5 separate regions of the Mus musculus genome follow, and all the other regions are linked to region 1. Evidence: chromatin contacts called from public HiChIP or PLAC-seq and promoter capture Hi-C data. All regions are on one chromosome and are shown on one strand. Each heading gives the region's core, a stretch centred on a gene start, on an enhancer-like site or on the middle of the called end of the contact. The rest is flanking DNA. Distances are from core to core; before and after follow the strand shown.

Region 1 (2,700 bases), core at 113-2,612:
TTGGAAAAAATAAATGAATAAAACCAGGGGCAGATGGATGTATTAAGTGAGATCAAGAACCAATTCACAGTTTATAGACTCCCATTATAGCCAGAGAGAGCGATGGAGAGAAATAATGCCTAACAATAAAATTAAAACTATTTATACTTGGTATTAAGTTCTGTAGCAACAATTGATAGCATTATGTGGAATGCATCCTTCTTACCAAGGTGGAGTCAACTCAGAAAGTAAATGAAATTAGTTTAGTATCTGCAACACAGAAGTTACAATGCTCTACCCAATGACCAGGCCTTTCTTTCAAATACCAAGCACACCTTGAAGATGGTGGAAATGGGGAGGGGAAAACTGGGACAAGAACACTTGCAAAGCAGCAACATAAGATAAATAGCAAGTTGTAAAGGCTCTATAATTATGAACAGAGGGGTGTTGTATTCACAGTACACTGAAATCAAGGACTCCGAAGCCAAAGCTTGGATTCGTGAACTTTTCATTATCAGTTCCATAAATATATCCAGACTCCAGTTCAGAGATAAGAGTAGAGTCTTTGAGTGTGGAAAATAAATGATTTCAAATGCTCTCCACGTAAGTTTTTTGGGGGGGGCCAAAGGTGTTCACAGATATAAACGTCTGGAAGACTGGCTGAACAGATATTTTTTTTAAACTGGGAGGTGCTATAGTCAAGGTGGGGGCAAGAGAAATAACGCATCAGTTGCTGGTGCCTTTCAAAAACAGGTAAAGAAAAAAGTAGCCAGGCGTTCGTACACTAACCTAATGTCAGTCGAGGTCAGGAGCTATCCTCTAATGGATGGGAGATAGGGAAAATGATGAGAGACATTGGACGTGGGTAACAGCAAGTCCCTAAGGTGGAAAGATCTGAGAGCATATGTAGGCCGAAATCAAACGGATGGTCCCCTCCCCAGAGGAACTCAACACAGCTGAGGCCCAGCCCCTTCGCCTCTCCATCACTTAAGGTCCTACAACCTCCCAACCTGGTTTCCAGTTACCAGTTCTTCCCTCCCCAGCCGCTACCAGAGTCTGAGAGTCTACCTCGCTGGTCCTCAGTGTCCTGCAGCTGGGCTCAGGAAGAGTCTCCACCCCGCTCCACCTGCAAGTGGATGGCTGCCTCTCCCCTCCACCCAGGGAGGAACAGCCAGGACGCAGAGAAGCCAGGATGCGGAGGGGCGTGGCCACGGCGAGGATAGTGGACTTGATGCTGGAAGGAGTCTGGGGTAGGGAGATGCGACAGCAGAGATCCAGGGCCGATTCCCCAGCCTGGCCTACCCAAAGCTCAGCAGTGGCCGCAGACTGCGTCAACCAGATTTCAGACCCACAGTCTACGGCGTGCTCACTTCCGCTTCCGTTATTGAACTTCCGCCCGGAGAAGTGTCTGGTTAGACAAAGTGAAGCTTGTGCTTATATAACTGGAAGTAAAGGACGAAGAGACGAAAGGGATGTAGTACGCAAGCGCTAGAGCGGGAGGCGAAGTGGGTGGCACCCAGGAAGAAGGAAGCTTTAACCCGTTGCCTAGCAACCGGGGAATAGCCTAGGACGCCTGCACGCCGCTGGATAGCCGGACTGGGAAAAGTGTGTTTGTCCCATAGGCTAAGTCTTCAGGCTGAGTGGCAGCCTGCACTAGCACTGGGTGCCTTGCTCCGGTAATGCACGCACACAGGCTGCAGCGGATAGTCACTGGAAACCCTTTTAAATGCCACAGACCACAGCTTGCAACCACGCAGAGTATGGGAAGCTGCGAGGATCCTGGTTTGGTCTTGAATCCCCTTAGGAGTACCAGTACTGAAAGGCGGCACAGCTTGGACAAGGAGCATCAAGGGCCGAGAGTCCACTTACAGAGTTGTCATAGGCAATAATGCTGGTCATTTTATTGGGTGAAGTGGCCATCCTTGTGGGCTACATTCAGGCTGTCTAGTATTTTGGATGGAAATCTCCAATAAGCTAAAGCATCCTTTGTGTCGGTAGCCCCCAACTTGGGGTGCTGGAAACATTTGGATCTCAAGATTACAGTTTTAGCTGTTGAGTCACAGCTTGTGCTAGCCTTATGGTAGAGGGGTTCTCTGCCTTTAGCTTTACAGCTCCAGGATGCGTCCTCAGCTGCCAGAGGTAGCAACTCGGTGACTTTCTGGGACTCTTTAGAGCAGCTGGCGCTTGCATTCAGTAGTGTTTTATCTTTTGCAGTTTCTGTTCTCCTCTATGCTATACTTTCCCAACACTCCCGTAGTCCTTCACAGTCTTAGCACTCCATGGCCTCTACAACAGCCCTCTATTGGTTTCTGTTGGGTGCTGTACCTGTTCTTTATGCAACCGACGCAAGCTACCCTACCCGGGATCAAGACTACAAGGAGGCATCAGTACCACTTGGAGTAAATTTTATTGGCAGCACAGGGGCAACTTGCAGAAAAACAAAGCAAAGCAAACAACCACAACAAAAAACTTTCTCCTGTATACTGCCATTGGGCTGGGGTCACTGAGTAGGGTGATCTAAGAGCCATCTCAAGGTGTCATGGTCAGTTTCCCAAGGCCATGAAACTGCTGGGTGGTGGTTGATTGTAATGGTTCCCCTGACTGAAACAAAGTCTCTGTGGCATCTACAGTTGCCGTGAAGTCTTCTCTGGACATTGGTAGCTAGAATAGAGCAGTAATCATTACAGTTGCCCTGACAACAGGCTGAGGAACCTTCAGGGG
Region 2 (2,700 bases), core at 13-2,512, 290 kb after region 1:
ATGTTGTGGTGAGTCCTCAACCATAAAATTATTTTGTTGCTCCTTTATAACTGTAATTTTGCTACTGTTATGAACCGTAATGTAAATATGTGCTATTCAGGGGTCGTGACCCACAGGTTGAGAACCTCTGCTGTAGATGGTCCCACCACCATCCTTTCGTGGCATTTTAGAATTCTAGAAGACTCTCCTGAGGCTGTGACTTCAGGCCTGAGTTTCTCCATCCTGTAGATCCCTCGGTGGAGACCTCTAAAGTCAGAGGGAAAGGGAGGATCCCAAAACAGGAGGAGCATGCTCCCTTCTTCAGCTCAGGTCTCAGATTTGCTGCTTTCCCTGCCCAGGGACACTGAACTGCTTGCTACCAGTGCTTTCCTACATGACAGGAGGACTTTGCTGACACAGTCGCTACCCTGACCTGTTCGTATGGCCTCACCTGGCTTCTTTGGGCAGTGTGTGACAGGGGACTTACTAATAGCTTCCCACCTGAACCTCCACAGACAGGGGCAATGGTGAGGCTGTATTTCCTGAGTATTTGCTGGCATAAACACGGATAGCCATTGCTTTTGCCCACAGGGATGAGGACCCAGAGACTCAGGTGGGCCAGTGGCTAGACTCAAGTGTCAGAACTGGCGTTTGAGACTTCGCAGAATAACCCATCATAGGCCTTGAATACCCAGGAGGCCAAAGGGAGTTTCAGACTAAGGGAGATGTAAACAAAGCATGACCTGTAAAGATGGTCAAGTGCCTAGAGGAGAGAGAGACTGGCAGAGGACAAGGAGAAACCTTGTCCAGGGGCCAAGACCAGGCTGACACGCAGGATGGTAGAAGATAGGCACAGATCAGAATGGCAGGAAAAGAGAAGAATGCGAATCCTGAGCCTGTGACTGGCCAGCAACCCTCTCCACTGCCGACCCAAGCTGGCTTGCTAGATTCAGCCTGCACTTTGTGTACTCTGGGGGCTCATAAAATAATAAGACTCTCGAAGCCCCTCAGTCGAAAAGCTGGGTAAATGCAAGCATTATGATCTTCCCGCAACAGATGGGAGCTGTTTGGGATCTTTTATTTCTTTTCCTCTTCCTTGCCCCCCTTCTCCGGCAGCTATGGGGAAGAAGAATGCGGCATCAGATGATCCATCAGCCTGGAGCACGGCTGTGGGAGGAGGCTGGCTGCTCCCAGAAGGGCCCCCACCCCAGACAGCAGTGAACAGCCCACCGAGGAAGCCGAGGGTCATGGGAAAGGTCCCCTCAGATGGGGAGAGGCACACACTAAACAAACGCAGCCACACGATGCACACATTCAAACGCCACCCCGGGGAATATGTGCACATATGTTCTGTGCGGGTGAGGAGGAGGCTCCCAGCCTCCAGAAAGCAAGGCTTTAAAAAAATTCCATCAATCAGACTGCGGTCCTGTGAAGTATGAAGATTAAAACCACAGAGGAGACACGTGCTCTGCTCTGTCACCAGCTGCCTGTCTGAGACGGCTTGGTCACTTTGCCTGGAGACACACTGCTGTCCTGTCTGGGCAGAGAGGAGCTGGGAGAAACGGGAGGGTGAAAGGCAATAAATACCCTGGCTCCTGCTCATGTACCCTCTGAAGGGCCAGCATGGCCTCATGGTCTGTCTTCTCCTCCACAGTCCTGCACCAAGAAAAGCACATGGATCCATACCCTGAGCCTATGGCTGTGAGGAACTTGATGTGGGGCTCCATTTTGGCAGTGCTTCCTTTGTAAATGTGGAGTGGCCAGTGTATGCCCAGCTCCCACATCCTTCCTATGCACGAGCCTGCATGACCTGGCTCCATACACACTAACTCTCAGAATCCGCTTTTGCATTTAGATAAGGACACCCTGCTGATGAGACACTCCTGTGGGAAGACTGACCCTAAACTCAGTGCCTCAGACGCAGGCGCAAGGAAAAGGTGCTTGAAATGGTCAGTTCCCTGCAACGGAGCTCAGACGACATTCCCCAGTCCCAACCACCCCAGCAAGCTGATTGTCATCTATATCAGCATCACTGGATGCCCATGGGCAGGTGGGCACAGTGCAGCACAGCACACACAGGTGGACAGCTGCAGCATCAGCTAGGTACAGAGGAAAGGAAGAGCATATTTCATCAGGACAGGAAAGTTGCACGGCTGCCATCTTATGAATTCAGCACGATTAAATGGGGTGCATGGCCCATTGGTAGCCACCCCCTACTGTCTGCTGTGGAATTCTTTTTTTTTTTTTTTTTTTTTTTTTTTTTTTCCGAGACAGGGTTTCTCTGTGTAGCTCTGGCTGTCCTGGAACTCACTTTGTAGACCAGGCTGGCCTCGAACTCAGAAATCCGCCTGCCTCTGCCTCCCAAGTGCTGGGATTAAAGGCGTGCGCCACCACGCCCGGCTTGCTGTGGAATTCTTGTGTGTGTTTCCAGAGTGAACTCCACAGGACAACTGAAGGAAGTGCAGAGTTGTCCCCTGCCACCCAGGGTACAGGGGAGCTCAGAAGCACATGGTAGAAGTGATGGCTAAGCAAGCCAAGCTGAACTGTCCCAGTGACACTGCCATACTCAGGTTAGCAACAGCTAAAGTCAAGGCCAGCCCCTGCCTTACACCACAACTTCTGGTGTTTGCCAACCACCACTGGAGGTTTCATTAGCCCATGCCCCAGCTGGGTGCAGCAACGCAGGTTGTAACTGAGGGGATTTCCAAGCCTGCAGATAAG
Region 3 (2,762 bases), core at 188-2,687, 270 kb after region 1:
GAACTGTGTCAACCCGTGATTGTACATCTGTACACAGAGCTGGGATGTCCATGTGACTGACACATTCAGGCCTCGGCTCACGAGGCTGAGTCTGCCCTGTTCCTCTGCAGCCTGCCATGTATTGGGCTCTTTTTTTTTCTTTTTTTTTTTAAGGTGTGTTTGAAGAATGAGGAGATCTTCTCATTACCACAACCTCCCCAAATGCCAGACCAATGGGCTCTCTCCAAACACTTCACCCTGGAACCCCAGGAATCCAAGTGTTTTCCTGATACCTCTGTGGAGAAACATTCTGCAGCCATGACGGAGCAAAGAGAAACATGTAACGGCAAAGTCAAGTGTGAACTATGGAAGAAGGGCCCGGAAAAGCTGCCTTGGAGCTGAAACTCACATACTTAGGATGGAGCCTGCCGGTAAGCCACTATTGTAAGTGTGTGAGCTTCATGTGTCCTGGTTGGTGTGGCCATAGTGGAAGTGGACAGAGGTCTCCACAGCACTGTAATCTTCAACTATGAGTTGTTTGATCAGAAGTACTACCAAGTCATCGTGGCAGGGAGAGCCCTACAAACCAGGGAAAGCCAACCAGCTGTTCTGATACCTGGTAATTAACAGCTTTGACTCCTAGAGGGAGAGCCAGCAGACCCAATCTTGCTTATGATCTTGGCATTTCCCCGTTATGTTGAAGCTACACTTAGCTCAACCCAAGTGTGAAGTAAAGGGCTGGTATTCCTTCCTTGCGGCTGATAGTGGAGTCCCAGCCTTAATCAAAGACATCCTGCCTACCTCGCCTAAGTCTTCCCTCTATAACATGTGCAGGCTTCCTGAGGCTCTGTCATTTGTCATCTGCCCTGGAAGAGGGCAGTCCAGATGCATAGGGCCAGTTTCAGCCGCTTTCCACTCTCATTTGCATCTTCTGTTTTTTCCCAGGCTCCTCCCTCTCATCCTTGTCACCTCTAACATACACGTATGGTCACAGACCAGCACAGCTGTACATCCACCTGATGTGTGTGGGGACTGCAGGGGGAGTGGAACTCAGATCACCTGTGACCCTGGGCTGAGAGAGAAGCAAACACCAAGGTAGATGGCTCTTGGAGCAGACACCAAACCTCTAGAGAGCGGACCCAGGCTTGAGAAAGCACTCCGACAGGCAGGCAAGTAAACTGACTCACGCTGATTGGCTCTGGGAATGATCAGGCCCTGATATCTACAGTGTCACCAACTTCCCCAGGCTGTTTGCATATCCTCCAGGGCCTTAGGAGGATGGCCAGATAGGAGAACAAAAGGTAAGATCTTCCTAGAATCCACTCCACCCCCAATTTGGAGCTGAGTCTTCTGCCCACAGTGCTAGGCCTCTGGGCCATGGAAGGCACCCCAGTACAGGCCTTGGGCTCACAGAGAAGCAGTTTCATCACAAGTTTTCCTCAGAGGGTTCCAGATCCTCTGAGCTGGGCCAGGGCTGGAGGCCAGATGCAAGTGTTTCCAGAAGAGTCAGAGTCCCAGCCCTGCTTCGGTAGCAGCTTCCAGGGAGTTATTATTTTAGTGATAACTAGGAAAGAAATCAGGTCAGTGACACTTCCCCCCATTGTGAGCTCTTTTTATCAGGGCCTGGAAAACCACAGCAGGCCCTGGGGCAGAGTAGGGTCGAGGACAGGAAACACAGAAATGGTTTCAGCAGGTGAGGGCCCCATGCGTTGGGGCCTGGAACAAGCTGGACTTGACAATCATGGCATTGTCCTAACGTTTTGAGGTTCTCTTTTCTGAGAAGCTCAGAGCAACTCGCAGACAAAGCGTTTCTCCCCAGCTCCCAGGGAGAGGGGCTTAGAGGAAGTTTCGAGAACTTGTGCAAGTGCAGGGGGCAGTGGCTTGGGGAAACAGAACGCCTCTTAGATCCCTCAGCTTCAGGCACCACCACTCAATCATTTCTCTACTACCTGCAGATCTTCTGTGCTCTGATCATCCTATTTGAAACGTAAAGTGGTAACATCCCATTCCAGTATGGGACATGCTGGAAGCTCAGAAGCCCCTGCAGTTGGCACCTGTAGACAGGACAGAGGATGGTCCTCTCTCTACACTTTAGATGTCAGAAGGCCCATGTGTGTTGACTGAGCACCAAGATGGACATGCAGCTGAATCTCTGGTTGAAGAATGAACAGGAAAGGGGACAGGAACTCCACAGGAAGACCAATAGACTCAACTAACCTGGACTCTCAGGGCTCTCCGTGTCCGAACCACTGACCAAAGAACATACATGGGCTGGACCTAGGCCTCCCCACAAATATGTAGCAGATGTGCAGCTAGGTCTTCATGTGGGTCTTGAACAACTGGAGCGGGGCTATCCCAAAAGCTATTGCCTGTTTGTGGGATATGTTCTTCTAGCTGGGATGCCTTGTCTGTCCTCATTGGGAGAGGAAGTGCTTAGCCTCATAGAAACTGGAAGTGCCAGGGTGGGGGAACACCCACGGAACCTCAACTGCTCAGATGAGGAGGGGAGAGGGTAGGGGAAGGATTGTGGGAGGGGGTGACAGTGAGTGGAATGTAAAGTGAATAAGTAAAAAAAAAAAAAAGTTCAATTAAATTCAGTTTAAAAAACAAGAAAGAACAAAAGGAAGGAAGGAAGGAAGGAAGGAAGGAAGGAAGGAAGGAAGAAAGAAAGAAAGAAAGAAAGAAAGAAAGAAAGAAAGAAAGAAAGAAAGAAAACACAAACAAGACCTGTCTCAAGGACACCTGGTAAAAGTGAGAGCTTGAATTTTCCAAGAACGGTTGTA
Region 4 (2,700 bases), core at 116-2,615, 450 kb after region 1:
TTCTGCACCAGCAGTAAAGTTTAATCTGATTTATACAGCCTGTTACTGTAATCTTCTTACTCACCTGACTAACCAAAATGCATTTAAACATTTTATTGAGCAGACTCCTTTTTATAGGAATTTTAATCTCTAAAATATTGTGCTTGCTGCTTTTCCTGCTTGGGGAGTAAACTGAGGTAACAAAACTGTATGGCTTTATTTTTCCATCCTAGTCTAGAAAAAAGTAACCAGAGTTTCACCAGGTCAAGTAGCTAGGTTCGCAGCAAACTGTAATCGCTCTGTGAAAATAAGGGTTTGTGCTCCAGCATATTCAAGGGATCAGAAGAGAATTTCAAGCACCAGTTTCAAAATGCTAATCAATATCGTCCAGAGAACTGATTCCTCCTCTTGGGCTGCCTCTTCTGGAGCGTAAGCCTGCTGCTGACTGGCTCCTGTTGGGTCAGTGAAATAGGCAGCCTCTCCGAATGGGTACTGATCCACAGTTCTGTCATAGTATACCCTCATCTCAAAGTCGCTCTCATGGTGAGAGGGGTGTCCATAAATTCCTATCCCGACCGGTCGCTGGAAGTGTGCCGGTATAGAGACCACATCCTGGCCGCAAGTGACAGACTGCAGCTCATAGTCGTCGAAGCTCGGGTGCGGAGTGCTGTCCGACACGTACAGGTCCGCATCCCCTCTCAGGCTCTGCATCCTGAGAATAATTTTACCCTCATGGTTCAACCGCAAGTAGCTGTAATTCCCGGCTCCTATTTGGCCCTGGACCACGTGCAGAAGGAGCCACTCCTCCGGGACGTCGTCGTCTTCCAAACATTTTACCAGGGTCACCACCTGGGACGCCAGGATCATCAACAGGGCGCGCCTCCAGGGAGTAGCCATCGCTGGGGCACTCAACTCGGGGACTCCCTCATCTGCAGTCGCTGTGCTGGGAAGGTACGGGTGACAGGCGTGACCCGAGGTGCTCGTCCACGCAGACCAAGATTCGTGCACCTGGGTCCCGGGAACCGACGGTGGGGAAGGGGAAGGAGAGAAGGGATAAAGAGTAGGGAACAGCAGAGAGGGAGGAGCAGAGGAGGCGGGTGGGAAGAGGGAAGCGGTAAGAGGGACCTTAGGACAGGCCCCTGGGGGCGCAGGTGTCTGGAGAATAGCGAGGTCGCCAACCCCGAACTCACCGCCACGCCCCGCAGGCCACGCAGCACCCGCAGCACCCGGGCTCAGCCTGGAACTCGCCCCAGCTGGCGGAAAAGAGGCCGCGCCCGGAAGTGTGGTACTCCGGAAGCGAGGGCTTTTGGGAACCAACTCCGGCCTAAGGGACCGGAAGTGAGGTAACGCCAGGCTCTCGCGAGAATAGAGCAGCTTTCCCCCGTAACCATAGCGACGCGGCTGGCGTGGTCGGTGAGTTCCGGGGAAAGTGGGCTGGACGGTCGGTGAGGCTGCCAGGGATTGCAGCTTGCGACAAGCTCCCTTGAGGGGATGACTGGGAAGCCTGCTCCCGGATGGCGGAGGGCCGAGCCGCGCCCGGTCCAGCCTTCTCCTCCCGCGCCCCCAGAGCCGCGCGTGAGTGGCCTCCCTAAGCCCTGCAGCACAAGCCCCTGAGTGCGGGCAGCACCGGGAGGGACACTTTTGGATTTGTCTTAAACCATGACAGAAGGGAAATATAAATTTCAACATGAGAACTACTAGTAAGAAATGATTCCTCCCCCCCCCCCAAGCCCACAATTGCCATCACCCCACCCCCCACATTTTTTTGGGAAGTAATTTAGTAATTAGAAAACTTAGTGTACATTTAATCAAGTTTAGTGGCGAGTTCTTTAGCCTTTGCTTTTTCCAGCTTGGCAACGCGAGCCACAGACTTAGGGCCCAGCACGTTGCCTCCTCAGTGGCGACGGATCTCGTTATATCTGTGATTACAATTGATCCTAATAGCTTCCACCAGCTTAGCCAGAGCACCCTTGTCTTCCGGGTTAACCTATGTGAAGGCAACAGTGGTGCATTTCTTCCTGTGGACCAGGCGCCCCAACCTGGGCAGGACAAGCAGGAAAACCACCAGCTCAATGGGGTCTACATCATGGGCAATCACCACCAGCTGAGCCTTCTTGTTCTCCACCAAGGTGGTGACTATATTGACTCCTGCTCAATGGACAGGTGGTCTCTTAGTTGGGACGTCGCCTTTGCCAGCAGCTTTCTTCTCAGCAGGGGCCAGTAGCCTTTGCTTCTTTTGCGTTGTCTCTGGCCTGTACTTGTGGGCAAGCTGTTTGCCTGTCCAGGGCCTGGGTGAACTGGTTAATGGCAGGAGGGACTTTGAGCCGCTTGTAGAGGATGGCTCTTTGCCGCTGCAGCATGATGTAGCGGGGCCATTTGATGAAGCGTGTAAGATCTCTTTTGGGCTGGATGTCCTTCCCAAATGGCGAAATTCGTGGGCCTTTTCTCAAACTAAGGATTGACCACTTTTTTGGCCTCCTGGTCCTTGACACCGGCGATGCTCAGGGTCACCTTCTTCCCTTGGCTGTCTTTCCTTTAGGCATCTTGCTTGGCTGGAGGAGAAAGCATGCACACAGTTCTTAAGACTAGATTTCATGTCTGGAGACTTTTCCTGGTTTATAAATGGGTGGAAAGGCAAGAAGTTCTTTGTCTCATTTTACAAGAACACCAATCGCATCAAGGAGGTTCCACATTCAAGACCGAGATTACCTCCCATTGTCC
Region 5 (2,700 bases), core at 166-2,665, 350 kb before region 1:
GAAAGGGAAAGTTAGAATTTTACTAATGTTTCTATATTACATTATATTGTACTTTTAACTCTGAACACTTTATTTTATTTTTGTTCATATGTGTATATGCACATATGCATGTAAATTCCCTCAGAAGCCAGAAGAGGGTATAAGATCCCATGAAGGTGGAGAGTCAGCTTGCTGTGAGCCACACAAAGGAAGTATTTGCTTCCATTTTCTATCTGTCCAGTCCCAAGAAAAAATTTTAAGGAAATAATTTTCAGTGGTTTAAGAACAGTGCTCTAAGCTTTCTTCCAAATCTAATTTGTGTTTCTTTTCCATTAAAATACAAATTGCAATTAATAAAACCTCTGCATCATTTACTGTGACATGACTTAAGTATAGCTCTCCACCTGAGGGTGTGCTAACGGTTCTTAACTACAGTAGCGCTGCATTCTGTTCCCAGTATATTACTATTACTGTGTTTTTATTGTGCTAATATCACCAACACATAAAGGTATAGTACTCCTACTTTCAAACTACATGTAGCATAGTGTGAGCAAGCTTCAACAGAGCGACCCTGTACACTAACTCTCAGTCTAACTCCTCTGCCTACAGTAAACATCCATCGTGTACCAGTCGTGTGCACAGAGAGTTAGCTGTACTCCCGGTACTATTCCAAGAGGCCAGTAAGACGACACAGTAAAAAGCCAGCCTAGGAACCTGAGTCCAAGCCCTGGAGCCCGAATGAATGTGGAAGGCCTGACTCTACAAAACTGTTCTCTGACCCCCACAAGAGCACCAAAGCACAAACACACATGCACACACCCTCACACGCATAAACACAAAATTAATGACAAAGAAATCACTACGAGGTATAATGTACTGAGAATAGGACCTGACCCTAACACTAAAACACTCATCGGTGTAGGTTTTAATCCCACTGAACAAACTTCACTGTGAATTGAAAGTAGACAGGATGTCAGCCTGTTCTTATCTGAGCCCTGCTCAACTTTTTTTTGGCAAACCACACAAAAGGCTTCCCACAGCACACAGAGCATTACAGCCCGACCAGCCTGCATGTGTCCAAGGACAGCTTCTCTTTTCAGACGTCATCTTACTTCCCAAAGCTTGCCCTTCAGACCCATCTTAGCACAGAAATACCACTTTAGTCCAGCTTTTAACAATATACAACATAAAAACAAAATTAAAATAAAATTTAGAGAAAAAAAATGAAACTTAGAAAAGTAACAAATGATTCTCTCAGTATGTTTAAGAGAAATATAATTTATATGCAAAATAATCTAAAAAGTGACTCAATAAAATAAGCCCAAGAATACAATGAAAAATAGAAACCAAGAAATGCTTACTTGAAAGGGGAACTGGCGGTACTTCAAATACTCTGCGAGTATGTCTAACATCCGCACCATCTGAGAGAAAATGAGCACTCGGTTGCCTCTTTCTCTTAGGCGAATCAACAGCTTGTCGAGAAGGATGAGTTTTCCGCTACTACGGATTAAGTGCTAAGGAAACAGCAGAGTACACCTATTACAACGTGGTAAAGCAGGAAACAGTCCAGAGCCCCACGGAATACTGCAGTTGTTTCTACTCTATCCAGTTTAGAGTTTAAGCTTTTCAGAATGCTGAAGAGAAAAGTTACTTTGGCTTTCAAAACTGTCTAGAGCTTTTCCCATCTTCCTCTATTACGTACATCAAACCTGCCCTAACCAGGCATAACAAGACTATTATTTCTGCTGTATCATTCTACTTGCCAGCTCTTACACTACTTCTCTAAGATTTAGCCAAAACAAACATACATTAAAAAAAAAAAAAAAAGCAACTAAACAAACACAGAGCAAGCAAACATATTCTTTTCTAATTCAGGGATGCTCACTCCTCAATGAACTACTGTGACTGAATTCCAAGTGTGTCTTCACGTCTGAACTGCCTCTCAACAGTAACAGAGGGGTAACATCTATGAAGGAAAGCCCTCCTTTAGGCTACTATTTACAGTCAGATTTAGCCATATCACAATCTCTAAGACACTAATAGATTTTGTCTGATAAATAGAAACAACTCACTGGTTTGAAAGACTATGTTTATAAATTATAATTTTAAAAGCTTTCATAAATACAAATAATAACACCATCACTTAAATGAAACATTAACCAAAGAGAACTTGACATGAATATATTATATTACTCTACTATTTTTATCCTAAAACTGAAATACATATTCTTAGAATTCTGCTTTAGCAATAGAAATAGTTAAAAAGTCTTACTTGTAAGGCCTCCTGTTTATTATAGAATTCATTATTATCTGGTGGTTTAATGAGGTAGCAATGGTTACAACATTTCTTTAGCTCCATCATAATGTTCAAAAAGCCTGAGGTACTGCCCTTGGAACCTTTGCTGAGGGCTTTATAATTCCTAGTTAAAATCCACCTTCAAAAACAAAAGACACATAAACAATATTCAGCAGATCACAAAGATAAATTGTGAAAGCTTAAAACCAGCATTAGTCATCATCCTGAAGCTCGTGGTTACACCCAGGATGCACTGAACCTCATATGTCAGACTCAGAACGGACACATGGGGCGGGGGTGGCGCACGCCTTTAATCCCAGCACTAGGGAGGCGGAGGCAGGCAGATTTCTGAGTTCGAGACCAGCCTGGTCTACAGAGTTCCAGGACAGCCAGGGCTACACAGAGAAACCCTGTCCAGAAAAACC

The links. Promoter capture Hi-C pulls out the DNA fragments that hold promoters and counts their contacts. HiChIP or PLAC-seq counts read pairs in DNA pulled down with a chosen protein or histone mark. Capture Hi-C pulls out chosen DNA fragments and counts their contacts.
Region 2: an H3K4me3 HiChIP or PLAC-seq map of bone marrow-derived macrophages shows a contact between it and region 1, with 4 times the contacts expected there. The contact joins the enhancer-like site here to the promoter of Fam120b in region 1. A contact is called at or near these places in 12 of 39 promoter capture datasets (the C10 cell line, the HPC-7 cell line, cranial neural crest and 8 more), 1 of 15 datasets of contacts at CTCF or cohesin (the NIH/3T3 cell line), 1 of 484 Hi-C or Micro-C datasets (bone marrow-derived macrophages), 20 of 115 datasets of contacts at active chromatin or transcription factors (the 230-238 cell line, the HPC-7 cell line, the SCID.adh cell line and 14 more) and 4 of 9 other capture datasets (adipose tissue, liver, macrophages and 1 more).
Region 3: a contact with region 1 is called in a promoter capture Hi-C map of liver, with 2.6 times the contacts expected there. The contact joins the enhancer-like site here to the promoter of Fam120b in region 1. A contact is called at or near these places in 12 of 39 promoter capture datasets (the HPC-7 cell line, cranial neural crest, embryonic stem cells and 7 more), 1 of 15 datasets of contacts at CTCF or cohesin (the NIH/3T3 cell line), 1 of 484 Hi-C or Micro-C datasets (erythroblasts), 13 of 115 datasets of contacts at active chromatin or transcription factors (bone marrow-derived macrophages, craniofacial prominence, embryonic basal ganglia and 7 more) and 3 of 9 other capture datasets (adipose tissue, liver and macrophages).
Region 4: a contact with region 1 is called in a promoter capture Hi-C map of liver. The contact joins the promoter of Wdr27 here to the promoter of Fam120b in region 1. A contact is called at or near these places in 11 of 39 promoter capture datasets (the C10 cell line, the HPC-7 cell line, cranial neural crest and 7 more), 5 of 484 Hi-C or Micro-C datasets (B cells, CD4 T cells, CD8 T cells and 2 more), 5 of 115 datasets of contacts at active chromatin or transcription factors (bone marrow-derived macrophages, effector CD8 T cells, memory CD8 T cells and 2 more) and 3 of 9 other capture datasets (adipose tissue, liver and macrophages).
Region 5: a contact with region 1 is called in a promoter capture Hi-C map of the HPC-7 cell line, with 2.1 times the contacts expected there. The contact joins the enhancer-like site here to the promoter of Fam120b in region 1. A contact is called at or near these places in 6 of 39 promoter capture datasets (the C10 cell line, the HPC-7 cell line, neutrophils and 1 more), 1 of 115 datasets of contacts at active chromatin or transcription factors (memory CD8 T cells) and 1 of 9 other capture datasets (adipose tissue).

What each region holds. Positions count from the first base shown.
Region 1 is chr17:15,394,908-15,397,607 of GRCm38.p6, reverse strand. It overlaps Fam120b (family with sequence similarity 120, member B), which reads right to left and starts at 1,362. Exons shown (of 11, transcript NM_024203.3): 1 at 1,048-1,362.
Region 2 is chr17:15,107,498-15,110,197 of GRCm38.p6, reverse strand. No RefSeq gene overlaps it. Among named protein-coding and RNA genes, the nearest start is that of Gm35203, 23 kb to the right of the region's middle. Within about 2 kb of position 1,262, at least 102 of the 459 cell types and tissues checked have an H3K27ac peak or open chromatin away from gene starts, as enhancers often do. A contact at or near this core is called in bone marrow-derived macrophages, craniofacial prominence, hematopoietic stem and progenitor cells and 4 more, where this site is marked.
Region 3 is chr17:15,128,881-15,131,642 of GRCm38.p6, reverse strand. No RefSeq gene overlaps it. Among named protein-coding and RNA genes, the nearest start is that of Gm35455, 22 kb to the left of the region's middle. Within about 2 kb of position 1,437, at least 23 of the 459 cell types and tissues checked have an H3K27ac peak or open chromatin away from gene starts, as enhancers often do. A contact at or near this core is called in adipose tissue and liver, where this site is marked.
Region 4 is chr17:14,941,789-14,944,488 of GRCm38.p6, reverse strand. Wdr27 (WD repeat domain 27) reads left to right here and starts at 1,365. Exons shown (of 25, transcript NM_175173.3): 1 at 1,365-1,392. It overlaps 1600012H06Rik (RIKEN cDNA 1600012H06 gene), which reads right to left and starts at 1,305. Exons shown (of 2, transcript NM_026451.2): 1 at 1,170-1,305; 2 at 1-922. The coding sequence starts at 876. The coding sequence ends at 319.
Region 5 is chr17:15,741,871-15,744,570 of GRCm38.p6, reverse strand. It overlaps Chd1 (chromodomain helicase DNA binding protein 1), which reads right to left. Exons shown (of 36, transcript NM_007690.3): 16 at 2,252-2,414; 17 at 1,341-1,493. Among named protein-coding and RNA genes, the nearest start is that of 5830433I10Rik, 38 kb to the right of the region's middle. Within about 2 kb of position 1,415, at least 62 of the 459 cell types and tissues checked have an H3K27ac peak or open chromatin away from gene starts, as enhancers often do. A contact at or near this core is called in the HPC-7 cell line and memory CD8 T cells, where this site is marked.